4 separate regions of the Mus musculus genome follow, and regions 1, 2 and 3 are each linked to region 4. The links are chromatin contacts, called in public HiChIP or PLAC-seq maps. All regions are on one chromosome and are shown on one strand. The core of a region is the stretch at or near the end of the contact, and the rest is flanking DNA. Distances in the headings are between cores, read along the strand shown. Region 1 overlaps Mgat5 (mannoside acetylglucosaminyltransferase 5). Region 2 overlaps Mgat5 (mannoside acetylglucosaminyltransferase 5). Region 3 overlaps Mgat5 (mannoside acetylglucosaminyltransferase 5). Region 4 overlaps Mgat5 (mannoside acetylglucosaminyltransferase 5).

Region 1 (6,458 bases), core at 585-3,084, 75 kb before region 4:
CAGCTAGACTTGAGATTTCAGCTGGCACTTCCAAAAGGTGCTGTGTGTATCTCACTTAACATCAGACCTAAACGCACAAGTGGAAGAAGAGTTCCAAAGTCATTTACCAATGAGTTATGATCAGCTTCTTCATAGGGATTTTTTGCTCTCCAAGGTAAACGAGGACACCAATTTTCAACCTGAAAGAGATAAATCAGAAACACTAAGTATATTGGTTCATCTTTCAGTGGACACAAACGGCTAAGAAGAGGGCTGAGAACCACTTCCAACGCACAAGGAACATGGTGTTTATACGGGATATTATTATCCAGATAGGAACCAAACTCCTGCCAGATGTAGGTGCCCTCTAAGGTGCAGAAACCTTCAGCCAAGGTCTTAAGAACCTGTTCTATGTTACAGGGAGTGACTTCTTCCTCAACTAATCCCTACTCTTCCATAAGAGGGAAGAAGTGTCCTCTGTCAAGAGGTTAAAAGATTTGAACACTTATGCAGGGGCATGGCAGTGTGAAGGAGTCACCGTGTACCCTTCAGCAAGTGGACACAGATGATTTGTGATCAGCTCAGGTGTGTCTAAAGGGAACAGATGGCATTCAGGCCAAAAAAAATTATTCTCTGCTTTGAGGATCAGGAATGCAAACCATAGTTTAATGCTAATTAGTCAAGGTTTGTTTTCTGGGTATTTGCCTGACACTGCCTCAAGAAATAAGATGGGTAATGCAGGACTGGTGGCTCACACTGGTCATGCCAGTACCCAGGTTGTGACAGCAGGTAGATCAGATGTTCTAGGCTATATAACAAGTTCTAGGCCAGCTTGAACTACAAGAGACCCTGTCTCTAACAACAGCAAAATAGAAATGGATTACATATCTATTCAGTGATCTTACAAGAGTTCTTCCACAGAAGGGTCTGTCTGCACACAAGCTGTGTCCAACCTTCTAACATTAAGGCAACTACAAAGTACACACACACACACACACACACACTCCATAATGCTTTAAGCAAGTCTATAATTTTGTGTGAGCTTGCATTCACAGTTCTCTTGAGCATCTGTGGCTTACAGGCACAGGCTGAACACACCTGACTGTTGGGGGGAGGAAGAAAGGAAGGAGGAGAAAGACTGGGCTTATATATATTTCTTCAAGAAAAGCTACCAGAGATTAATAATTGATTAATTAATAATAGTTGATTAATAATTATTGATTAGCAATTAGCAATTATTAAGCAATCATTGTTAGGAAGGAGCTCAAGGCATGGCTCAGATGTTAAGAGAGACTGAAGAACTCACAAAGGACACAGCTCAGTTCTCCCATCACCCACATGGGGCAGCTCACAACTACCTGGAACCCCTGCTCCAGGGGATCTGACCCCTTCTTCTGGCTTCCAAGGGAGCTGATCTCACATGCAAAATTAAAATAAAAAATTCTAGGAAAGGAAAAACAAGAAATCCATTGGGTGACTCTGACATTTGGCCTCTTTATCTAAAATAGCTACAAAATCTCAGTGCTGGCATGGTTATCCCTTTATTAACTCATACAACATCACTAAGGATGGCTCAAGAACTGGCACCAGAAATCACTGTTCTTCAGTTAGGGCGGCAGGTAAGATTTTACAGAGGAGCATCGTTTAGGAAGTCACTGACTCAGGGGAACTGTAGTCTTTTGGGTTGGCAGATCAATCAGAAAAAAAAGAAAATCTGTCTTTCAGGTTTGGGTAGGTTTTCAAAGAAACATGTCAGTTTCAGTAATCTAGAAGTTACTCATAATGCGAGGTGGTATTTACTGTGACCGAAAATAACTGGCCATATTTGCATAAAGCCATCTGCTGTTGGTGAGAAAGCAGCTGAGCTCAGGGCAGCAAGGCTTCAGGGGTGGCAGGGAAAGTGCAAGATTCCCCCTTCTTGTGGAGTAAAATTAGACTTGGGTGACTGTTTGTGAGTGACCGCGCTTACTCAGAAACTCTCCCCCTGGGGAAAGTGCAATGCCTTCACTCATAAAAAGAGAGAATACTAAGCTGCCTGAGGCCCACGGCTTAAATCACCGTGGACCTTCACCAGGGTGACTACGAAAGGCACCAGACACAGCTCCACCGCTCAGGAAAAGGGAGCAGAAGAGCAGCCTGACTAAGCCCAGCGTTTCAGCCAGTCCCAGGGACGCCACACACATCCGTGCTTCCTGCTCTTGGGCCAGACTGATTCACTTGGCACCAATTCAGTTTTAGTAAATGGACTCAATAAAACATCCCTACGAAGCAGATTTATAATACAAAAGCTTCAGATGGGTCCTGGGCTTGACTGCTAGACCTTCAGCCATGCATGTAAGTGTTATGTATGTACACACACACACACACACACACACACAGCATGATGTCAAGAACCCTTACAAATAAATACACAACTAAGTTCATTTTTAAAAATTACTTTTATCCTCACCCACTTGAATTGTCTTTGTTATGTGATATATGTATGTTTCCCTGTTTGTGTGTCTGTATATGTAGATGTGTGCACATGTGCATGCATGCAGATGATAGAAGTTGATGTTGGATGTTTTCCTCCATTACTCTTCATCCTCTCTCTCTCTCTCTCTCTCTCTCTCTCTCTCTCTCTCTCTCTCCCTCTCTCTCTCTCCTTCCCTCCCTCCCCCTCCCTCCCCCTCCCCCCTTTTCTTTCTGTAAGTGAACCTGGGGCTCATTCATTCAGCCGGGCAGCAAGCTCTAGGGAGCCACCTGTTTTGCCTGCCCTGCTCTAGCGCTGCAGGTGCAGGCCCTGGAGTCAGCGGCTTATGTAGGTGCTGGAGAGCCCAGCTCAGATCCTCCTGTGTGAGCAGCAGATGCCTGACTGACAGGACATCTCCACAGTCCCTGGATAAGTGAAGCCTATATAGGAACCTGTCAGGATAAGAAAAAAATATCTCCCCATGAAGAATATAATAGGAAAAGATGAAGCAAGACGAGGAATAAAGAAAACCACCACCAACTGTGGTGTGCCCGGATATGGCTAATGCCCTCCCTCACATCCCTCCACCCTCAGGTCTCACTCTGATGAAAACATAGTCAGTCCAAGGTGATTTAGAATAGGACTTCACTTGAGAACTCTCAAGGCTGTAATTCCTTTTGTGAGCTGACCGTTTTTCTTAGTTCTTCTTTCTCTAAATCACTAGCTACTCCTTTGCTGCCTCCAAGGACATCTCTGCAAATATGGAAAATAGAGTGGTCCAATTGAGCTTTTAGGCAGAAATTTCAGCTCTGCATGAGATTGGAATGGTGGAAAAATAGATAAAGACCTTAACCCACAAAGGGAGAGTGGGCTGAGGTTGTTTTCCACCGCAAGGATGGGATAACTAGTTGATGGAATAATTAAATTATATGTAAACCAATTATCCTGTGGGAATAAGAGGGAAAACAAAAAAAATTTTTTTTTCCTTTCCCTGGAACCTCAGAGGATTACCAGGATTGGAGGAAGGCCAGAGCTGGTAATAACTCAAGAAATGAGCAAACTGTCTTCCACAGGGCAACACTTTCCTAAATAAAAGCACCACAATGAACATGCAGGGAAACTGCTTGTAGCTGACAACTCTACCTCCTGATACGTAACTACAGTTTCTATCTGATGCATCCAGTGTCACTTAATGAGCTTGGCCCACCAGTGTAACAGCCTATCAATGAAGCTGACCCCAGGAGGAGCCCACTCCCTGACTCATAGGAGTTGCGTTGACAGGAACTGTTCGGAAGAGCTCCTCTCAGGCTGGCTCCCAGAGTCCCTGGTTCCTATGGCTGCCTCCAGACATCTCCACCATGGCTGCCTCGGCCACACATCTCAGTTGTGGCTTTTCACTGCATGTGGCCCTCAGTGCAGAGGCCACTGCAGCTCATTCTCCTTTACCTCTCCAATCTTACAGGCACACAGTCCTCTCAGAAGCAACAACTCATCAAAGGCAGCCTGGAGTTTACCACGGTAAACAATTGGAAACAGGATTTGGGAGACAGCTCGGTGGCTAAAAAGCTTTGCTACTCATGGGTGAGGTCCTGAGTTTGATCCCTGGAGCTCATGTTACGTATCCCGGTGTGTCAGTCAGTATGTGCCTGTGACATCAGTGCAGAGAAGGTACCGACAGGAGGCATCCTAGCCAGTCTAGCTGAATCAGCAAGCTCTAGTTTCAGCGAGAAATCCCGTCCCAAAAACTAAGGTGGAGAGTGACAGGAACATGCCACCTCCTGGCTCACAACTCAGACAGGTACACACTCACAAACAGGTGCACACAACGCAAGATGGAAAACCGTCTGAACTCATGGTAACACATCCGGGACTCGATAAGGCAGTAGCAGCTCTTAGATCACGTTCAAGCTGAAGGCAAACTCTTTAGACACAAACTAATCTCTTCAGTGCACTAGCCACAGGCTGCAAGATGAAGAGGCGGCAGAGCAAGACAGAGAAGCCTTGCTGGCCCGGAACCTCGGAACACTAATGGATATTCAGAGGACAGGGCTCTATACATCGCTTTCTTTAGAGATGAGACATAAAATAAAACAATTTTGACATACCTCCTGGTGATTTAGACCTCTGTGAACTGAATAGGTTTTTTCGGTTTTGTCAGGAGGCTGGTGAATCAAAACAGTATGAGTTCCTAAAAGTTCTAACTGGGTCAGGCTGGTTTTTTTTTTCAAGATCCACAGTATCGAAGAGTCGTTGCACTCAAGGAAAAAGAAGCTGCTGACAGATGCCCAGAGGGCTGGAGGGAGGTGAAAGGAGGAAGCAGGACGCTGTCAACACTAACAGGAGAGGCTGGGAAGGTGCAACCTGCAGTCCTTAAGGGCCTGCTCTCTCTGGGCCAGTGCTCGTTTCTATGGACAGAGCCTCAGTTTTGGTCTCCTCTCTTGCTAATGTAGACGAGGCTGTTTTATCCTAGTGTATGGCTGACACCAGGCAGGATCTCATGCTACCCTTTCCAGGTAACACACACGATCAGAACCAACCACCAGGCATAGTAGCAGACATAGTTAATCCCAGTGCTCTGGAGGCAGAAGCAGGTTGATCTCTGAGTTCTGGGCTAGCCTGGTCAACACAGTGAGTTCTAGGATAGCCCAAGCTGTATAACCTTGCTTCAAAAAAAAAAAATCTAAACAACAAACAAACAAAATTTCTGCCCCTAAAACTAAATGCCCAAGAAAAGAGAAACTCTCTGTCTCTGTGTGTTGGGAAGTTGGAGTATTTGTTTTCTCCCTTTTGTTAATCTGCATATTATAATGAAGATATACATGTGTTCATGTGTGTGTATATAGGCCACAGCTCCATCTACCTCATCCTTCCATACCCTCAGCATTCCTATACCCAGGCATTCAACAGAGAAGACCTGGACCTATAGTTACTGTGTGCTTTCTTCTGATAAGAGTTTAATTTTTAAAATCTAATAAATTTTTATTTTTTGAAATTAAAATATAATTACACAATTTAACCCCTGCCACCAGGCCTTTCACTCCACCGTGGCTATACCCTGGAACTGTAAGCCCAAGCTAGCTTTCTCTCCTTAGGTTGCTTTGGTAAGGTATTTTGTCCTCCCAGAGAAGAGACACTAACACACACAGTAAGGGATGAACAATAATTAGTAAGGGGGAGACATTATAATGATATAGTAGAATAAAAGTCACTCAGGGAATTGTTTGCTTCTAGAAATTTCCACTAAATAAAATGAGGCCTCTGTTGATTATGGGTAACTGAAAACCCTCGAAGAAAGATGCAGATGGGGCAGTGAGGACGGGGTCTAGAGCACCTATCATTGCCTCTACTGGGGCAGGCAGGAGCACTACAAACACAGAATGTGACTCTGCTGGCCACGTGTAGGAGAAAGCCAGGGGCTGGCATGATGCTTGAGAGCCCCGCTCAGGCTGTGACACAGAGAAGCTGTGACAAGTCTTCCCTCTGCCTCAGAATGAGTGGCTTCTAATGGGCTTATGACACAGACGTTTTACAACCCCGATTGATATTGCTTGAGAAAAGTCACTTTTCATCACACAGGAGAGAAGGCAAATATATTCCTCTGCAGACAATCACACAAATAACACAGACCTGCTGACATGACAATGCTTCCTCCCAATTCTCCTTAGGTGTTCAGTGCACTCAAAACTGGCTTCACCCAGCCTGAATCCATGTGAATAGCCAGAGGTGGGAGGCCAACATGTTCCATTCGGAGACCAAGCACACACCACAGTTCTTTGTTATCTAGCACGTGACTGCCTGGTTATCCTCTTCTAGGACCAAGGGAATAGTTCTGTAATTGGCTCTTTCATTCTAATCTGATTCTTCATTCTCCCTCCCAAAATAATACTGGACAGAACCACTCTGTGAATAAGCTCAAAATCCCCCTACTTTGTGTCTCAATCTGAAGTCTTAGGAGGTTTGTCAAGATAAGGCTATAGCTGGGAGAAATTACCAATGTGAATAATACCAATGTCAATAAAAGGGTATG
Region 2 (6,663 bases), core at 2,437-4,936, 95 kb before region 4:
ACAGAACCATGTCCTAGGCCCAGTTTTGAGTTATTTCTTACTCTTCCCTGACTTGTTACATGAGCCCATAACTGAAAAGATATTATCCTTCGAGTTTATTTAGATCCACTCAGTAGATAATGCCTACCATGTACTAAGTTTCATTAATGAACAGACAAACCCCAAAGCTTCTAACTATAACCCAGATGATGGTAAGGAGAAAGAAACAAAAGAAAAAGGATGAAAGGTTAAAGAGCCAGGGAGGCAGGGGAGGGTGTGGGGAGTGGGGCAAAGGAGCTGCACTTCCAAATGAGGTCAGGGCAAATGCCACTAAAGGGTCATCTGAGTTAAAGTTATGAGACAGTGGTGAAGTCAACGACAAGGAAGAAAATGTAAGAGTCACTGCAAAGATGGAAGTGTGTCTGACACAGTTGAAAAAAAACTGAGGGAGGGCAGAGGGAAGTAAGGAAGAGAGTCAGTAAGAGATGGAGCCAGGCTCCCTCCTCAGGAGCCTGAGCTGTCTAGGATGCAAGACTGGTTCACATTTAAGCCACAGCCTTGACTCGACAGATACACAGACAGAATAGCTCTGCACATCTGACCTTACTTAGGGAACAAGGAAGGGCTCTGAGGCAGGGCTGGCAATGATGTCACTAAGACACTACTGAGATGTTTGCAGGTAGAGAACGAGGTCTGAGTGGAGGCTTGCCTGAGGTGGGTGGGAGCAGTCTCTATTGATGCTATTACTACTATAAGCCACAGTCTCCAGGGAAAGATGGGGGCAGGGAATTCAATGATATAAAATGATTTTTTTTTTTTAAACCCTGGCCATCTTTACAGAAGCCAGATGACATAGTGAATGGTACTATGAGCTAATTAGAACTATCCAAACAAGAGTTGAGAAATGTGCAAGTCACCAATCTGGGGGTTTCCTTTTTTAGGTGGCTTCTTTAAATAACGTATCTATTTCACTTTGGGTGGGTAAATATCTTTTCATCATTTACACAGGTATGATATACCATGTTTGAAACAGAGAAGGTAAAAGAGAGACAGAGACAGAGACAGAGAGACAGAGAGATCGAGATCTTGCCTTCAGGAGTTTACAGCAAATGCATTTGCAGGAGACGGAAGGCAGACACAGAAAGAAACAGTGGCCAAACAGAGTGAATCGGGACACCTAGAGATGGATATAGTTGGTTCTTTTGAGAAAACGAGATAACCATTGAGATGCAGAGCACAAAAATGTTATTTAAATAGATTCTTGACTAGCACTGGAAATACTGGTAGTGTTGAAGATTCAAAGGCAATGTGATTCATGAAGTAGAAAAAATTGTAAGGGGAGGCTGAGAACATGGGTTATCGATAAAGGTCATAACACAAGGACCAGAATGCCAGTCCCAGGATGGAAACAGAAAATGGAGAGACCACTCCCCTGCCTGGATGAATAAGGTAGAGAGCACTGAGGAGGACTCCTGATGTTAAATCTTCAGCTAGTTGGGTGGAGGCACAAATCTCTCAAGGATCCAACACTTGGGAGGCTGAGGCAGGTGAATCTCTGAGTTTGAGGCCAGCCTTGTCTACAGAGTTCCAGGACAGCCAGGGCTACACAGAGAAACCCTGTCTTGAAAAACAAACAAACAAACAAACAAACAACACACAAATCTTTGGCCTCCACATGCTTGTCCATACACACACACACACACACACACACACACACACACACACACACACACACCAAATACATATGTAGGCAAAAAATAATGAAATGCAAAATTTTAGTATGTATAACTAAAAATATAAAAATGTTCATGAGAAAAAAAAACATGGTGATGAATTTAGTGTCAATTCTGTTGCTGCAATCAAATATGCTGGCCAGAGCCACACAGGGGAGGAGAGGGTTTGCCTGGCTCACAGCTCCAGGTTACAGTTCCATCTCTCCAGGAGGATCAGGAGTTCAAGGTCATCCTTGGCTACACAGTGAGCTCAAAGCCAGCCTGGAATACATGAGAGCCTATTTAAAAAAATAATTAAAAGGGAAAAAAAAATACCCCGACACATTTTGGCATTTCTCTTCTCTGTTCAAAGAAAGAGTCTTCAAATGTAGATCACCAGACAAGCCATAGCTGCCCAACACGCTGGTCTTGTCACATAGGGAGAAAGGGACCCTCTTGACCAGGGGATTGGAGGTCACTAAGGGCTGAGACTGGAGAGTAAGGTACAGACATGGCTTTCTATTGCCAAGTCCCCAGCCCTGGCATGCCTTGACATGATGAATGCCTCACAGTGCCTCATTTCCCAGCTTATTTCCATATTTCCTGTGTTGGAGAGAGCCCTGTCTGTGCAAAGTTCTCCATCAACTTGTTACCTCATGGGTTTCACCGCGGTGGCCGACGATCACAGGATCTGAGTTCTCATTAAGAGTTTGAGGATGCTCATTCCCTAATCCGTCATTCTGCCTGAATTTGCAGCGCTGTTTCCCCATTATGAACAGTTTCTTATCATCAACCATTTGATTATCTTCAAACATAATTTGTGCTAGGAAGGCAGGAAGATCAAAGCTGGGCTCTTCCCCCTTTATTATTCAGTAGGATGAGATGGTATCCTAGCAACTTGCAAAGGTGACCCACTACATCTTGCTTGGCATATCATCACATCACTCAGAACTCATCAACTGCTTTTTTCTTTTTCCCTTTTAAGACAGGGTCACATGTATCTCATGCTAATCTTGAACTTGCCAAGTAGCCAAGTAATTGTGACCATTTCATCCTCCTGCCTCCACCTCCTGAGCGCTGAGATTACCGTGTGCAGCACCACACCCTGTTAATGTGGCCCTGGGATGGAACCCAGGGCTTTGTGCATGTTGGGTGAGCACTCTCCTGACTGAGCTGCATGCCCAGCCCCACAGACTGTTTTTCATTCATTTGACTTGAGCCCACTGTAGCCAGTGTTCTTTTGATGCTGGTTGAGAATCCACTGAACTCCTGATACCACCCCTGTGGTCCTTCCTGTCTCCCTTGCCTTCCCTACTTCACATCAGCAATCTGACTTTCTCTAGAAGGAGGTTCTTTAATATGGAAAATGATGTTTGGGAAACCCTGGTCTGAAGGCTTGCATTCTTATGACCCTCATCAGGCTGGCTGAACTTTTGGTCCTTTTCAAAGCACAGAGTTGAAAACATTTGTGTGTGATGGGGTGTGGTGGATGGTGGTGGTGTATAAGTGTGCGTGCGTGTGTGCAGGCGTGTGTGTGTGTGTGTGTGAGAAGTAGGTTATGTATGGAAGTCAGAAGATGACTTTGGATGCCATTCCTTGGGTACCATCTACCTGGTTTTCTGGAGACAGGGTGTCTTCATCAACCTGAAGCTGAGCAGACTGGCCAATAAACCCGAAGGATTCCCCTTTCTCTGCCTCCTTCCCTCCCCCAGTGCGGGGACTCCAGGCTTGTACCAACATGCCTGGCTTTTTACTTGAGTTACTGGGATCAAACTCAGGTCCTCGGGCTTGCATGGTGAATCCTTTACCCATGGAGCCATCCCCAGGCCAATATTTCATTTTTATGACTTCACTAATACCCTCTTCAGCCCGAAGATCACCCGAGGTCTCCACATCAACGCCGTAAATATGCCTTTCTTGTGTACAGATCTCTTGGCTCCTTTGCATCCCTCTGACAGTCTCAAATAACCATGTAAACATTCTCCTCTGCACTGTTTGCTCTCAGGGTTTCGGGTGGTTGGCAATGTTCTGCTCTGTGGGTTCTTTTCTTAAAAGGCATTCAACTGTGTCAACTCTCCCCCCCACCTCCCCCGTCTCAGTTGAAACCAGGAACTGTATCCTTCTTCCAGGTTAAGAGAAAGTATTCTCTGTTTCTGGCTTTCACTACACTTTAAACAGAGAACTTCTTTCACTTGAAGGAAAGCCTTCATCCACATAATCCCAGCAGGTTTGCATGGGGCTGCGTCCCACTCTTCAAGTCGGAGAAAACTCCATCTCTGCTCTGGGGCAGAGCACAAGGTGACTGCCATCGTGTCCCTGAAAGTTTATGCAAGCTCAAGTTTTACCCCCTGGTCCTGACATAGGTCCCTGCTTAGTTGATTGGCTGGCACTTCTTTCCATATTCAGGATTTCATAGCAAAGTCAAACCCCAGGCAGACTTTAATCATGCCTTGCCATGCTGACAGCCATCTGTTACCTGGTGTGCCAAATATTAGTTTGTTCCCTGAACTGTGCCCCTGGGACAGGTGGCAATAACAGGACAATATAACTCCAAAAATGATAATGTCTATCATACATACAGCATACTCTCGCCAAACTCTCTGGGCTCAAAAGAACAATTAGACTGGCAACTCTCTTCCCCACCCCCTCTCTTTGTCCCTCCTTGCCACTGTCTCTCTCTTTCTGTCTCCCTTTGTCTCTTTCTCTGTCTCTGTCTAACTCTCTCTTTGTCAGATTTTGTGTGTACGTGTGTGTGTGTGTGTGTGTGTGTGTGTGTGTGTGTGTGTGTGTGTACCCATGCACAAAGAGGTCAGGGGATAATGTCGGGCATCACTCCTTAGGCACCATCAACTTTTTAAAGACTGAGTGGGCTAGGCTGACTGGCTAGTGATCTTCCAGCATTCACCCATCTCTCCTCCTCCCCAGCGCTGGGATTACAACTACACACCATCACACCTAACCTTTCCCAGGAGTCGTAGGGATCCAACTCAGACCTTCTCAAGCACTCTAGCAACGGAGGTTTCTCCCCAGTCCATAAACATGAGTTGATTTTTAAAATGGCCACCTTGCCAGCTGGATATCCTTTTTAATTCTTTTTTTCCCCAGACCTAATTCCCAAGGACTAGTCTAACATGTTCACTGAGATATGTAGGGAACCCAACAATGGGTCACCTCTGGGCAGCTATGTAAGGAATTGAAGGACAGCCAGGAAAGGGAAAAATAGCTTAAGCATTTATAGGGCCTTGGCTCAAACAATTAAGACTGACATTTCAGAAATTTGTTTTAGCATGGAAACATCTAGATGATGTCATACTGATAACTTTGGAAAGGGAGAGCTCTCTATCCTTAGCCTTCAAATCAATGGTTTTATTCACTAATTCTTACATTTCAACAATAGAGCCTTCCTGTGCCATGGGGACTTAATCATAACTTACTAGCACAAACACTGTCTAGTATAGTACTTGGGTACTTGGTTTTACAATCTATGGCTAATTAGAAATAAAGCAAAAGTAGGGAAATGGAGAGCAACAGCAGGAAACAGAGGTGACAGGAAATGGCTCTCATGGAGACCTCTCCGAGCCCAGCAGCAGTGCCAGGGAGTGCATCGGTCCAAACACAATCTGTAACACCCATCCATTATGTCGATGGATGATCACAGACTGTCCCAGAGAGAGGTTGGCTCTGGAAGCAAGGTAGTAATCTCCCCCTTCAGACCCAAACATGTCTAAGAAGAAGCTGGCCCTGTGACCCTATGGCAGAGAAAGGAGACTGGCAAGACAACCTGGTATCATGCCTCGAGGAGAGCCAGAGTGGGAGCCCTTTCCAGTCAAGGCTACTGTCTATTCTGTGCATAAAAATGTCTCAGGTGGGAACTGGCAGCTGTGAGGTAACTGTGTTGAGGCTCTTGGTCAAGGCCCCCGCAGAATCGTTTCTTCCTCAGCCAATTTCTATGGGGTGCTGAAGACCCAATTCGATGACCACACCCGCTTGTTCTATCAGGTTACTGCAGTTGTCTACTGGATACTGTGTAAGTCTCCAAGTTGATGTTTTACAATCTACCTGCCTTTTGGTTTTTTTTTTTTTTTTTTAAACTTTTGCTTGCTACATGCTCAATAAAGTCACTCATTTGAAACTAACACTATAGCTACTGTAAGTCATTCTCTGGACCACACAGAAAAAGCCTTCACTGCACACGCTTATTAAATGCCACACAAACACCAGCAAGGGCGGCAAAGTAGTCTGAGCTCAGTAGCTAGGCAGCCAGCAAAACATGAGACTGTATTTAAAATAGTCCTCATTCAGAAAAGGCATGCGCGTGTGTGCTATGCATGTATATTCCCACATGTGGGTATATGTATGCATCTGTGCAGGTAGAGGCGAGAGGTTTATGTCATGTATCTCGTTCAGTGGTTCTCCACTTTGTATGCTCAGGCAGCCTATCACTTGAACCAGAACACACTGGTTTGTTGACTCTGGCAGTGCCATCTCCACCCACTTGGCTGGGGGTGGGGGTGGAGGGGAGAGGAAGGGTGGGGGATGGGGCTGGAACTGCGGGCACACCACTATTCTTCCTTGGCATTTCTACATGTTCTGGAGATCAGAACTCACAGGGCAAGTGCCAAGCCATCTCCCCAGCTCTGAGATTACCTTTTCTTTTAAAAGTTTCCTGCTCAGTCAGGCAGTGGTGGCTCACACCTTTAATCCTAGTACTCGGGAGACAGAGGCAGACAGATCTCTGTGAGTTTGAGGACAGCCTGGTCTATAGATTGAGTTCCAGGACAGCCAGGGCTACACAGAAAATCCTGTCTCAAAAAAAAAAAAAATGCTCATGCTCAAATGATTACGATTGAACTGTGTGGAAAGAGCGGGTTGACATGGAAGACCTTATTCCTTTCCCGGACGTAACGTCCCCTTAGCAACATGGATACGATGCTGGGATATGCTTAGTAACTGCTCATTTGGAGGTGATCTG
Region 3 (6,660 bases), core at 2,863-5,362, 80 kb after region 4:
GTGGCCTTAAGCAATGTGTGACTTGGCCTGCTGTGCCCCTCCTCTCCCTCTCTCCCCTCCCTCTGTCTCTCTCTCTCTCTGTCTCTCTCTCTCTCTCTCTCTCTCTCTCTCGTAACAGGGATTGGAAGTCATTTATCTCATAGCTCTTTCATGAAGAGCAAGTGAATATCCTAGGTTCCTAACATGTCCATGTTAGGCATGCTATAAGGGTTCAATACTATGAGCACACCGTTAGGATTAAATCCCACAAACCCCTTGGTCCTGCTTGCTCAGGCAGCCCCAGACCTCTCTGGACACTGGCACATTCCCACAACACTGCCTGCCTTCTGGCTCAATTTGTAAGTGTAAGACTTTTTCAAAATGCCAACACTTCCTTAATAAAACCTTTCCAAGGGTACCATTCACCCTTCGAGCTCTGACTGCAAGCGGATACTGGAAGACTACGCAGGAATATGGGGGCTGAGGAGGGCATTCCTAGGAGGATTTGAATATAGAATGCCCCAAATTTTCCCATCCCATTACAGGACCCCACAGTTTCTCCTCAAAACCCCTGCAACAGTCTTCCTCAAACCTTATTCCTGCTCTGCCCCCTTTTAACCCTGTGACCAGAAGAGCTATCAGAAATCCAAATCTAGGTAGAATGCATACCTAGCACACACAAAGTCCTGAGTTTCAATCCCCAGCAACAAATAAATCTGGCAGAGTAATGCCATCCCATCCTTGGGATGTGGAAGAAGGGAAGTCCGAAGGTCAAGGTCATCCACAGCTTGCAGACTAAACTACACAGTGAGTTCAAGGTCATCTGGGCTACCCAAGACCCAGTTCACATTTGTTTTGTTTTCTTTTTGCTGGTACTGTCTGCATGTGTTAGGCAAATACTTTATCACTGAGATACACCTCCAGCCCAAATTCCAGTTAGAATTAAGAAAGTTAAGTAGGTAAGACAGTTCTGGAAGAGCAAACGCTGCAGACTGGCCTCTGGCCTCCAGGTGCACTTGCACATGTGCATCTTAAATGAGTTGGAGAGCGCTCCCTCGCACATGTGCGAGCACACACACGCAACATATTGCAGCCTCAGATAGTTTAACAATCTAGTAATAAAGACAGAGAGAACTTGTGATTGCTACCTACCTCCCACAGCTGCTCAGGCTCCTATGGTTGATGCCTCTGGCTCTCCTACCTGCTCCTTGGCAAATCTGGGACAAAATATTTCTCTAGTCTCAGTTTTGGCATCTATAAAACCAGAAGAGCCGTACCTTTTGACTTTTAACCGGTTTTGATTGGCAGCTAGTAGTTAAAGTCTGTGTAAAGGGTGTGTATCTTCGGCTAGTGTGGCCCAGCTGCTTTGGAATCATCTCATCTCTGCTCCCAGAGTCAGGAGACTGTTTATCATGGGCCCTGCCCTGGCTGTGAGTAGGGTGCCCAGGCCTGCCGCCACAAAAGCCCCTCTGTAAATGTAGAGATGCCACACACACCCCCCAGGCTGTTCCTCAGTTGGAATCCAAGACTTTCAAAGCAAGAAGTCATACTGGTATCTATCATGTGGCCCAACTTGCCCACTGTGGCAGAACAGTGTGGTAGAGAACACAGCAGCCCCAGGGGTCATATGATGTCTCACTTAAGTCTTAAGACCTAATCAAGACAGCCCTGGGTTACCCATGGCCACACAGATGTTCTGTGGCTTCCAGTGCCCCCTGGTCACAGCTACTGTGAGCCACCACCCTGCCCTTTTTTCTCATTTCTACTTCCGCCCCTCCTCTACCCACACTTTCTTTTCTGTCTTCTGATTGGTGGCTCCCATGTTTCCAGAGAAAACATGGCCCTCCACAAAGAGGACCAGAGCTGGCTGTGCTCTGCCTGGAATCAGTTTCACAGAGCAGGGGTGATCCTGGAGCTTGCCACAGCCCACTTGGGGACCTTTACAGGACAGGACTCCTCTATGACCAGAAGTTATATTCTTCATACTTTGGAGGAGGGGTGCTCAGTATTTTGAGTGCTAAGGCTCAAAAGGCCCCCATGAGTCTGGCTGTGGAAGGCCAAGCCATAGCCCTCAAAGTCAAAGACAAAAAGGTCCACACAGCTCAACTGTCCCAGTCCACCTGCTTGCTCTAAGTCCCCAGTAGGGACATTTTAGTTTCTGTCCCAACACTAGATGTTCAATTATAGGTGTGAATCAAGTTTTAACAGGCTACTCTTCTTAAACCTCTGCCTCCATGTCATGACTTAGAACATAACACTAGAGATCAACTCCACTCTTGGGTCTCATACAATGTTGGGTTTTGTTTTGAATTCTTATCTTGCTTTTTAAGGTAATGACCCAGATAATGGGGGTTGGGGGAGTCCATTCTCATTCAAACCAGCCTGTGAAGTAAATTCACTGGTCCTGAGAAGACAGTTGAGTGAATAAAGCACTGCCACACATGTGTGAGGACTTGAGTTTGCATCAGCAGCACGAACATGAAGCCTGGAGCTATGTGTGAATCTGTGATCCCAGCTCCAGTGACAGAACGGAAGGCAGAGGACAGAGGAAGGCCTGGAGGCTTGTGGGACAGCTGTCCTGGAGAATGGAGTGGCGAATGAGAGAATACTGCAAGCAAGGTCAAAGGTCAAAGGAGCGAGCTGACTGATTCCCCATGGGTTACCTTGCTTTCAGGAGTGTACCTGCCTTCACACACATGAACACATACAAGACTAAAAAAAAAAAAAAATCACTCTTTAATCAATGTATCTGCTGAATGTCTTGCTTTCTCAAGCCAATGAGGGCTAGGTATATAGAGCTCCTGACAGACGTGAGCTGCTCAGTGAAAGAACCTTAGATACTCCTCACATGAGACACTAACCTAACGGGGAGAGTAGGGAGATATCTCAGCCAGGAAATGTCTTGCCACGCAAACACAAAAACCTGAGTTGGAGCCTCAGAGTCCACAACCAAAGAAACCAGAGCTAATGACATGGGTCTGCAATCCCAGGACTGGGGAAGTAGAGACAGGGGGATCCTTGGGACTCAGCAGTCAGACTAGCCGGCTGGGTGAGCTCTGGGTTCAGTGAGTGAACTTGTCTCACAAGTATGAACTGCATAGTGCCTGAGGAACGGTGATCAAGGTCGGACTCTGGGCCCCACAAAGTGCACACACCTGCACAATACCTGTACCCAAATACACAAATGAATGTGCATACACACACACACACACACACAAAATCAGGCTCATGGGGACTTGCAGGCATATACATGAACCTGTCAATCAATAAAAGAATCCTCCCTTAACAGCAACACTTAAGTAACACTGTTACATAACAGATAAACGTGCTAAATACACACATGTTCTCTTTATGTCTGAAATACATGGTAAAAATAATTCAATAATAACAACAACAACAATAATAAATGCGACCATTCCTTCCAGAAGAGAGCGAGCTTATACTCAACGAGAATTCCATTGGTAACTAAACCCATAGGACTACGAAGGGGAAATGTGTGACTATTCAACCCCAATATTTTTTGAAATACTGAGAAACTGGGTCTGGGGATGTGGCTCAGTTGGTAGAGTGCTTGCCTTGCATGCAGAGTCCTGGGTTTAGTCTCCAGCACTGCGTAAACCAGGCATGGTGGTGCAAAGCTGTAACTGCAGCCCTCAGGAGGTAGAAGCAGGAGGATCAGGAGTTCAAAGTCATCCTCCCTTATGCAGTGAGTTCAAGACCAGCCTGCACAGCATGAGACCAGAGGCAATGGGGAGCAAGGGGAAGGCGAGAAGGCACAAGCTTGATAACCTGAGTTATTAAGTTATCAGTACCAGGAACCAAGTCTCAGCGGTTGTTCTTGGACCTCCGTATGCATACCACGGCACTCAGTCATAAAGAAAAATTTAAGGAAAAAAAAACTGCTATTGCTATAACCATTAAATGTGGCTGCTTGGGGTATCAGTGTTAGGCGCATGAAGATCATTCCTTACCAAACTCTAAATACCAGCTTAGAAGCTGAGGAGTTAAAGATGCTCATGGCTCAGCAATGGCTCTGTGTCTAATGAACAGCAAACAGCATTGGGCTGTAGCAAAGTCACTTCCTACTGAGAGAAGTATCTAGAACAGCTCAGGAAGATCTCCTGTGGCAAAGAGAAGTTTCTAAATGACACACTCCTAGAAATCCACTTATCGTGAAAACCCAGCACCTCAGAGGCTGGACTCAGTTGGTGGCTAACTGGCAACCAGGAGGAAACATTTCCCTGGAGCTCTGTGTGGACCTACACCCAAGTTCTCACTCATGGGATATGGCCTTGCCCCTAAGCCTTGTGGTTAAAAGAAAAGTGCTCTGTTCTCCATAGTCATTTTTGAAACAAGTCTTGGGCAACAAGGTATGTATTTGGTTTTTTGTTTTTAAATTCTTTAACCATTTCCTAATGTATATAATGCATTTTTAATCTCCCTCAATGAAGTATTTCATAAAGGGGTGTGTGTGTGTGTGTGTGTGTGTTGCTAATTCCATTAACATTGAGACAAAGGATGTGTGGAAAAGGGGTTAACCTGAATATAGGGATTTACCCTATACAAAGTCTGAGTATTCCTCACTAAAATCGGAAGCAGACAGTCACAATTCTGTTGAGGAGTCAGAAAACCTACATGTTTTCATTTTAAAATCACCATGTATCCGGTGCAAGTTGTTCAAGCCTGGCAGGAGAAATGTTCTGGGAAACTTCCTCCTCACATGATGGAACCGTCAGCATGGGTTCCGTTCAACTCCTTGAGCAAGTGGAACTGACCTCACACCCACTCCAGGCCTTTCGCTGATAGCTCTGAGTAGGACTGAGAGGGCCAAATCCCAGTGACAGGGAACAGTTGGCTGGGCAGTGTCTATGCCCATAAAATTCTCTAGGATTTCTCCAGTAGGCCTCTGATGGACTTAAAAGTAGACTGACCCCTCAGTAGAGGATTTTTCCCCCCTGTGGTAGAGTCTCAATGTGTATCAATGTCCTTGAACTCTATGTAGCTGAGGGTGACACAGATCTCCTGATCCTAGTGTCTCCACCTCCCGAAAGCTGAGACTGTATACGTGTACAAGTATTCTATTAGCTTTAACTGTGAGCATGACAGTACCTAAACTCATCTGAGAAAGGAGTCTCAAATGAGGGATTACCAAGACCTGATTGATCTGTGGACATGTCTCTGGAGGACCATCATAGTTGTTAACTGATACAGGAGGGCCTAGCTCGCTGTGGGCGGTACCATTCACTAGGCAGGAAGTCTTAGGCCATAGAAGAAAGACAGCCAAGCGTGGGCCTAAACAAGTCAGCAAGCAACATTCCTCCATGGTTTCAGCTCCAATTTCCTGCTTGAGCTCTTACCAAGACTTCTCTCAAGGATGAACTGTGACTTTTAGGATAAAATAAACCCTTTCTTCTCCTACGTTGCTATTGGTTATTGTGTTGGTCACAGAGGGAAACTAGAAGAGCCAGCACTGCCCAGGCTATAGAGTGCTAGGGATCGAGCCCAGAGCTCTGCACACATGCTAGGCAAGTTCCCTAGCAAATACTGAGTTTCATCCCCAGCCCCCACAGAAGGACCTTTCAAAACACACGAAATCTATAGGATGCAAGATTGATTTACCGAGAGTAAATCAATTACACTCGGTTACTAAAATATTTTTCATCTCTTTTTTTTTTTATCTTCCCCAGTATTTGGGATCTAATCCAGAGCCTCACACATGCCAGGGAAGCACTCTACCAATTGAGCTGTATTCCCCAGCTAAAATCTGCTTTTAATTGTGATAAAGAGGTACACATGCTTGTTTATTAACACATCCAGTCACACTGGTGAGCAGCAGGCCCAACAGGACTAAGATCGCTGCTTACTTACTGAAAATATTGGCTATCTGCGGCTGACAAAGTTGCAAACGGCACTTACACTACTGTAGTTTTGCAGGTCGATGTACAAAGAGTGAAGGAATCTGAGCGGGGACCGGGGCTCAGCTGGCAAAAACAGTCACCTAGCAAGCACTAACTAGGCCCTGGGGTTCTATGCCAGCACCCGTCCACCGAGAATGGCAGTACATGCAGTTATCCTGCCGTTCCTGTTGTGGAGTAAAAGGATCAGAAGTTTAAGGTCATCCTTAACTACGTAGAGAGGAGGCTAGCCTGGGCTATCAGAGACCCTGTCTCAAAAAAGCAAAACCAAAAGTGAAGAAATTGCTAAATTCTAGCCTGAGGTTGGTAAACACGAAGATGGGAACATTTTCCCATGGGGTCTTCAGAGGCCTTGCAGAATGGCCAGCAGCAGTTGATGTTCAACTCACGTGACCATCTGACTCCCGATCTGCTTCACCTTGCCAGGCCCCCAACGCTCTGTGTGCTAGAAGCTCGGTTCCCGGTACAGTGGTGGGGAGTTACAGAATCTTCACAATATAAGGTCTAGCTGGAGATATAAGAGTCATGGGGGCTCCATCTTCAGGGAAGACTAATGCTGTGCCTCGGGAGTAGGTTAGGCCTCACAGAACTGGGGTAGGTCCCACAGAACGGATTGGTGTGAATGTGGCTTTCTTACCTCAGCCTTTTTTTTTTTATACATGCTGATATAGTCCAGACTGGCCATGAACTTGGTATGTATGTAGCCTTAGCAATGCTCAAGAGAGGGACTAGGGAACTAGCTCCGAAGGTAAAGTGACCACAGTTC
Region 4 (6,447 bases), core at 1,633-4,132:
TAAGCCTACAGTTTCATGTGTTCTAACTGAGGGCATATTTTTGACTAGGCTGCAAAGCAGAGCACTAGCTCTCCTACACCATCCCAGCATGCCATCTACAGCAAACACTAGACCCACTGAAGACTGGGTTTGATGGCTCCATTTCCCCTTTGACAACTAACAAGAGCTCACCCCCTAGAAAACCAGGTCATTCGGAACCCTCTGTGACCACAGCACATCCTGGAAGCAGAATCTCTACGACGCTATGGCCCGAATTCCACTTGCGATGTTTATTTTAAGTGTCAGTATGTGCACTCTGGCACCGTCTGGGTCATGCGAGATGGCTCAGTGAGTACAGGCACTTGCCATGCAAGCCAGACCAGAGTTCCATCCCTGTGTGGTGGAAAGAGGGAACCAGCTCCTAAAGGCTGCCCTCTGGGCTCCACTGTGTGCAGTGGTGCATGCACACAGAAACATGAATGGAAATGCACAGATGACAACAATAATAATAATAATGAATAAGACAGAAAAAAATCTATTGCAAAGTTATACACTAAATGCTAATTGTGTATATTGCTCAGAGGACACTTTTATGTGATTTTTCTCTTTTGTTTTCCTGCCTTCAATTTTTTTCTAAATTAAGCATAGCTCTTACTAAAAAAGGAAGATAAATTTCACATACATCATTTTATATATATCTAAAGTTATATGTGTGTGTGTGTGTGTGTGTGTGTGTGTGTGTGTTTGTGTGTGTATAGTGCCTCATATAGCCAGGCCAACATCAAACATCCTAGGTAGATGAGGATGGCCCTGAACATCTGATCTTCCTGCCAATAGCACCACCATGCTGGGGTTTCAGGCATGTGCCGCCATGCCCAGATCCAACCAAGCATGCCAGGCAAGCTAAGCACTATTTCCAGCCCTCGTGTGTTATTTTCAAAAACACGAGGTTCCTGAAATGAGCAATGAGTTGAGCACAGTTAAAGACAAAAGCAATAAAGTCTGGAAAATCAAACATTAATGGTTCGGGGCAGTTCATTAGCTCAACACTGACCTTAACGGCATCCGAGACATCCTCCTCCCCACTGGAGCTAATTACATTTTGTTTAAGGACAGATAATGAAAATGTTTGTTTGCACTCTCTGAACACACTCCTGTGAGCAGAACCTAGAAATAAGTTGACAGAGTGGGGACTGGCTATAAATGCAAGCCAGAGAGAGCTCTGGTGCTCTGAGTGGCAGGTCTGGGGTGTCTGTGTATATAGGAGTCCCACAAAGGGTACAGCTTTACCTTTCTAGAAATACAGCTATGGGCTGGGGAGTTGGCTCTGTGGGTTAAAGGGCTTGTTGGACAAGTGTAAGGACCTGAGTTCAGATCCACTGAATCCATATCGAGCCAAACACGGCAGCCTGCATATAGAATCCCAGTGTGCCTGTACAGAGATGGAAGGCAGGGACAAGATAATCCCTCAGAAGTTGAGGAGGCAGCTAGCCTGGCATGCAGCTGCCAACAAGAGATTCTGCTGCAGGCAAGGTAAAAATGTAAGGACTCACAGCTGAGGTTATCCACTGATTTCTGGCCCAGGCTCACCCACAGTCACATATAGAAATACACATATGAAAATGTTAACATACAAAACGAACCGCAACCACTGCCCAGGAAAACATAGCAAAGCCCACATGTGGGAACTTCTGGGGCATGCTCAGTGGGGGCACCTCATCCCTCCACGTCCCCTCACTCACCATAGGCTGTCATGACACCAGCGTAGGGGCCATCCACCACGTCCCTGTTCTCCTCTGCCAGTGCCTTAATGTACCTCTTGCTGAGGTCAAGGATCTGCTCCCGTAACATGGAGCTGCTCTCGGGCTGAGTCCGCTGCTGGATGGTGAAGTGCAGAAGCATCATGCCCCAGATGAAGCCGAAAGTCACCAGGAAAAAGCCCAGCTTCTGAGAGGACAACTTCCAGGGAGAAAAGAAAGCCATCTCTCTCTAGCAATGTACCATTCCCTTGGCTCTCAACAAGCAGAAGGGGAAGGCAAGTTCATGGTGCAGGTTGGGGCGGAGAGTGCGTGGCTCTCACTCCGGCTCCTGAGTCAGCTGGTTTCCTTGCTGGGCTTCCATTCTGCTGTGGAGGAGGAGGAGGAGGATGACAGTTAGCAACGTGGGTCGAAACAAAACACAACCATCAGGATCTGTAATTGTACTGAGGTAGCTCCCCAAGCTCGGGCGTGGCTTAATGTGCTGAGTCAACACTTTTTTTTTTTTTTTTTGGCTGAGAGTCAGGACCTGGGAGCCCAGATGAGAAGTCTGGTACAGCAACAGAAAGCCGTACAAATCCACTGAGGGAAGCACGCATCTGAGCGTGTGGACACAGGCGTTCGAGGGCTGGTCCGCTTCTAGACCTAGTTCAAAACGAGAACCTTGTTTTGCAAGGTACAGAGGAGGTAGAAGGATATGTCACCAAATGTCAGCAAAAAATACCGTCTGTGTGTGTGTGTGTGTGTGTGTGTGTGTGTGTGTGGTGGGGCGGGTGGTGGGCAGAGTCCTGTGACAACTTGGTACTTAATGCTTGTGTACCTTGAGCTTAGGAAGTCATTATTACGTGCTTGAAGCAAAGTTTGTACGTGCAGCTTCAGAGGTGTTCAAGAAAGAGGATGTGCCGTCAGAGAGTGTTAAGGATACAGGGGATGGTCCTGTGTTATTTAAGCACGGCTGGACTTCACCATCCTTGTTTCAGGCTAAATTACTCTGGCAGGTGCCATTCCCAAGCACCGAGGTAGAAACAGGCCAGAGGCACAGCTGGTATCCTTTCATTCTAGCTTTTTGTTGGAGGTGTCTGAGCTCAAAACCAGAGCGCACTTTCAGTATCTGTTCTACCACCAAGTTTCACCCCCACCACCCAGGTCCTTGCCTTAGCTATCTGGAGTAAAAGCTGCACCCCACAGGCTCGCCTGCCTGCTGCACAGGGAGCCCAAGGCACTGAGTGCCTGCTTCTCTGTGGTTTTCACTTTCACTGAGAGAGGAAAAATGAAAAGTTCCAGGGCAGAGTTTCAATATGAAGGTGCAACACCTGATAGCAGCAGACAGGCCCAGGGTTCCCTATATTGGGGCTTCTTAGCAAGGAGGGCCTGAGGAGAAGTTGCAGATGGGCTGATGAAGTATGCCCAGAGCAAATCAATGACCAGGCCTGGGGATATAGCTCAGTCAGTATAATACTTCCTAGCATGTGTAAAGGCCCGGAATGCCCATTAGTAGGTGGAGGCAGGAGGATCAGGAATTCAAGGTTCTCCTTGGTTACATGGGGAATTCAGGCAGAATAGCTTACAAGTGATCCTGTCCCTGCTCCCCGCCCCCACCCCCTCCCCCCACCGCCCCCCAAAAGGGAAATCTGCCAGATGCCTCAGTGGGTAAAGACTTTATGTTCTGTGCAAGAATAGGACCAGACATGTACAGCTGGGTAGGCAAACCACCTATACCCCAGCACTTTGGAGACCGAGAAAGGCGATCCCTAAGCACGCTGGTTAGCGAAGATTAAACAAATTGGCAGGCTCTGAGTTCAACTGAGAGACTCTGCCACAATAAATCTAGTGTAGGATGACGGCAAGCTTGGGTCTTCACATGCATACTGTGTGCTGTACACATTTAAACCCGTATGCCCTACCCACACAGGACACACACATACAAAATAAGTAGAAAGAAAGAAAAAAAGAAACAAAGAAATAAACAAAGACAGAAGGAAATTAAGTAAAACAGGCAGACAGTGACAAAAACTCGTCTGATAGCCTCTTCTGACCTCCAAGGGTACCAGGTATACACATACGATACACAGACAAACACACAGGCAAAACACCCATACCCATTAAAAACTCTGATGGCTACATGGCCATGTCTTGGAGGAACGGTGGCACTGTATTGAGGCCTTCCAAATGGTGGCCGACAGAATGGGATCCTCCATCATTCCTTTCTCCATGTGGTTTGAAAGTACACACACATTCTTAGTACTTGCTGCCTCCCCCTCCCCGCGCCCTGGGGACTAAGCGTGAACAAGATGGAGCTCCCTGCCTCATGAGGCTAATACTTTGAAAACCACTCCCCCAGTATATGAACGAACATTTCCTTCTAGATAACCTACCCTTATATTCACCTCAGATCTGAGGGGACTTTTCCAAGCCATGTTATTTGGGTGCCATACCCAAGAGGGGGCCTTCTGGTAATTTTCTTTGACTATTTTAGGACATATCTTGAACTGATGACACAGTTACCTCTAACCTTGCAGACAGGAAGTCCCACCCACTCTCCTTTCTCACTTGAGCCTACTGGAGAGGTTGATGAAGGCCTTAACAGGGTTTAAGTCACAGGAAAGGCAAGAGCAAGAACTACAGCAAAGCCTAGGGCTCTGACAGAAGGTCGAAGGCTTCTGACCTTTTGCTTTGGAAAGATCAGAACCACCAGGATGTTATGTTCTGGGGGTTAAATGAACACGTATGCCCTACATGCACATGACACACGCATACATAGTAAGTAGAAACAAAGAAAGAAAGAAACAAAAAGAGACAGAAGAAAAGACTACGACAGCCTAGTTGAAATTATTCTGGCTCAGTGAGAGGCTTCTTTTCACTGTCAACACACTGGCCCCTGGCCCTCGAGAGCATGGTCAAAGCTAGAGATATTTATTCATCCCGCAGTGAAGTCAGCACCAGCCCAGAGTCCCACGGTCAACACTTCACACCACAGAGTGCAAGATGTACAATCACCCAGGAGCTGGGCCTCCGGAGGATTATCTCACACAGTGATCAATGTGAGAAGATGCTTCTTAACTATGGGTGAAACCTCAACTGTATAAAATGGAGGAAATGAGCTGGCATCCATTGCTCTCTGCCCCTAACTGTGGGTGGGACTGTGACTGGCTGCTTTAGGTTTCTGACACCCTGACCTCCCCAACATGACAGATGGTGAGCCAGGCTTTGTCCAGGAAAAGAATCAAGACACCTAGAGAGGTACACATTTGGAGTCCACAGCCTTAAAGGAAATTCAGAGCACCTGATGGTTCTAATCATAAGCAACTATAGGATTTCCAGGAACAATGCTCTCATAGAACGCAAAAATATGCAATAACAGAAACTCTGTCAAAACACAAAGAGAATCATGTTAGAATTCACTACCATGATTCCCATTAGGAAGACAGAAGTTCTGACTTCAGGGGTCTCACCTAGGATACACTCTCATATCTCAGAGTATGAGTGGGATAAAGAGAGGCCTTAGAAGAGCACCCTCAGTCTTGGTCTCAGGGAAGGACTTGATGATCAGCAGTAACTGGCATGCAATAGAAAGAATTCAGACCAACAATGATCAGAAAATTAGAGTCCCCCCCTCCCCAAATCCTAAGGTGGGTGTGGAGCTCTATTTACAGCAGCAAATAGGCCTCTTGGGTCTACAGCAGCCTCTGTCCCCATCTTCCATGGTCCAGAAATGACCACACTGTATCATCACGAAGGGCTGACCATAGGCTTAGCAACAGAACGTTCATGCTGCCATTTGTCTCCGGTTTCCCAGATGTGGCCACTCTTAGCACCCCAGCATCAACCCCATAGCCTTGATCCTGGTGGCTCCTGGCATACCTTGCCTGGCAGAGGCTATTAGGGTGTAGGGTGAGGGCATTTCAGAAACTGCCCAGCCCTTAGCAGTGAGAACCACACTGATCAAGCAAGTCCTCCAAACAGCTGCCTAATGTCCCTGAAGGTCCCATCTCTTATATCAGCCCCTGGCCCTAGAGAGCATGGTTAAAGCTAGAGATACTCATTCACTCAGCTGTGAAGTCAACACCAGCCCAGAGTCCTACCGGTCAACACTGCACACTGCAGACATCATACAGTTTGCAAGCGACCACCTGCTCTAACCCAGGCAAGTTCATGCTTCTTTCACAACTGTGTTACTATCTCAACCTCTTCCTGTCTATCTTTAACCTTGGCTAAGAGACCTGCCTTTATCTTCATTCTCTCCAATAACATTCAGAATTTCTGAAACCATCTGTGCTTGTCTGTGTTAGCTTTGAAACCCACACCCTCATCTCCAGTGTCTTGACTTGACCTCACCTCCTGCATAAATTCTCCCAGGTCCCCAGAGTAGCAAAGGGGAATTTTTTTTTTGGGGGGGGGGAACCTTATCTATTGTTCATTAGCACAGTCTTGCTTCAACTTTGCTATAGGCTCTGTGAGGTTCCAAAGATAAGGGATTCTGATGCAGGGGAGATGGCTCAGATGGTTTTGCAAGCATTAGGATCTATACTGGATTCCCCAGAACTCACAGTAAAAAGCAGGGAGCAGCGGTACATGTGATGATTCTAGCACAGAAAAGTGGAGATAAGTGACCCTAAGGGCTCACTCCCTAGCCGGCCTAGCCAAATGGCTAAGCTCAGGGAACGTGAGGGATCCTAGCTCAAAACCATAGGAAGCCAAGGAGATAGATGGT

The links. HiChIP or PLAC-seq counts read pairs in DNA pulled down with a chosen protein or histone mark.
Region 1: a contact with region 4 is called in a RAD21 HiChIP or PLAC-seq map of pro-B cells, with 4 times the contacts expected there. The contact joins two enhancer-like sites. A contact is called at or near these places in 1 of 39 promoter capture datasets (pre-B cells), 2 of 15 datasets of contacts at CTCF or cohesin (CD8 T cells and pro-B cells), 4 of 484 Hi-C or Micro-C datasets (B cells, the N1E-115 cell line, embryonic stem cells and 1 more), 3 of 115 datasets of contacts at active chromatin or transcription factors (CD8 T cells, Th17 cells and fibro-adipogenic progenitors) and 1 of 9 other capture datasets (adipose tissue).
Region 2: a contact with region 4 is called in a RAD21 HiChIP or PLAC-seq map of pro-B cells, with 3 times the contacts expected there. The contact joins two enhancer-like sites. A contact is called at or near these places in 1 of 15 datasets of contacts at CTCF or cohesin (pro-B cells), 6 of 484 Hi-C or Micro-C datasets (the 63-12 cell line, B cells, embryonic stem cells and 2 more), 3 of 115 datasets of contacts at active chromatin or transcription factors (double positive thymocytes, embryonic stem cells and large pre-B cells) and 2 of 9 other capture datasets (adipose tissue and pancreatic islet).
Region 3: a contact with region 4 is called in a BATF HiChIP or PLAC-seq map of CD8 T cells, with 21 read pairs. The contact joins two enhancer-like sites. A contact is called at or near these places in 1 of 15 datasets of contacts at CTCF or cohesin (CD8 T cells), 32 of 484 Hi-C or Micro-C datasets (the 63-12 cell line, B cells, CD4 T cells and 22 more), 7 of 115 datasets of contacts at active chromatin or transcription factors (CD8 T cells, the HPC-7 cell line, double positive thymocytes and 4 more) and 3 of 9 other capture datasets (adipose tissue, liver and pancreatic islet).

The regions. Positions count from the first base shown.
Region 1 is chr1:127,376,642-127,383,099 of GRCm38.p6, reverse strand. It overlaps Mgat5 (mannoside acetylglucosaminyltransferase 5), which reads right to left. Exons shown (of 18, transcript NM_145128.3): 7 at 108-179. Among named protein-coding and RNA genes, the nearest start is that of Gm23734, 4.7 kb to the right of the region's middle. Within about 2 kb of position 1,834, at least 56 of the 459 cell types and tissues checked have an H3K27ac peak or open chromatin away from gene starts, as enhancers often do. A contact at or near this core is called in pro-B cells, where this site is marked.
Region 2 is chr1:127,397,909-127,404,571 of GRCm38.p6, reverse strand. All of the region lies in intron 11 of Mgat5 (mannoside acetylglucosaminyltransferase 5), which reads right to left. The region is part of intron 5 of Gm51746 (a long non-coding RNA gene); the gene reads left to right. Among named protein-coding and RNA genes, the nearest start is that of Gm23734, 26 kb to the right of the region's middle. Within about 2 kb of position 3,686, at least 24 of the 459 cell types and tissues checked have an H3K27ac peak or open chromatin away from gene starts, as enhancers often do. A contact at or near this core is called in pro-B cells, where this site is marked.
Region 3 is chr1:127,223,338-127,229,997 of GRCm38.p6, reverse strand. All of the region lies in intron 1 of Mgat5 (mannoside acetylglucosaminyltransferase 5), which reads right to left. Among named protein-coding and RNA genes, the nearest start is that of Mgat5, 22 kb to the right of the region's middle. Within about 2 kb of position 4,112, at least 31 of the 459 cell types and tissues checked have an H3K27ac peak or open chromatin away from gene starts, as enhancers often do. A contact at or near this core is called in CD8 T cells, Th2 cells and regulatory T cells, where this site is marked.
Region 4 is chr1:127,302,291-127,308,737 of GRCm38.p6, reverse strand. It overlaps Mgat5 (mannoside acetylglucosaminyltransferase 5), which reads right to left. Exons shown (of 18, transcript NM_145128.3): 3 at 1,722-2,104. The coding sequence starts at 1,962. Among named protein-coding and RNA genes, the nearest start is that of Gm51747, 5.2 kb to the right of the region's middle. Within about 2 kb of position 2,882, at least 56 of the 459 cell types and tissues checked have an H3K27ac peak or open chromatin away from gene starts, as enhancers often do. A contact at or near this core is called in CD8 T cells, Th2 cells, pro-B cells and 1 more, where this site is marked.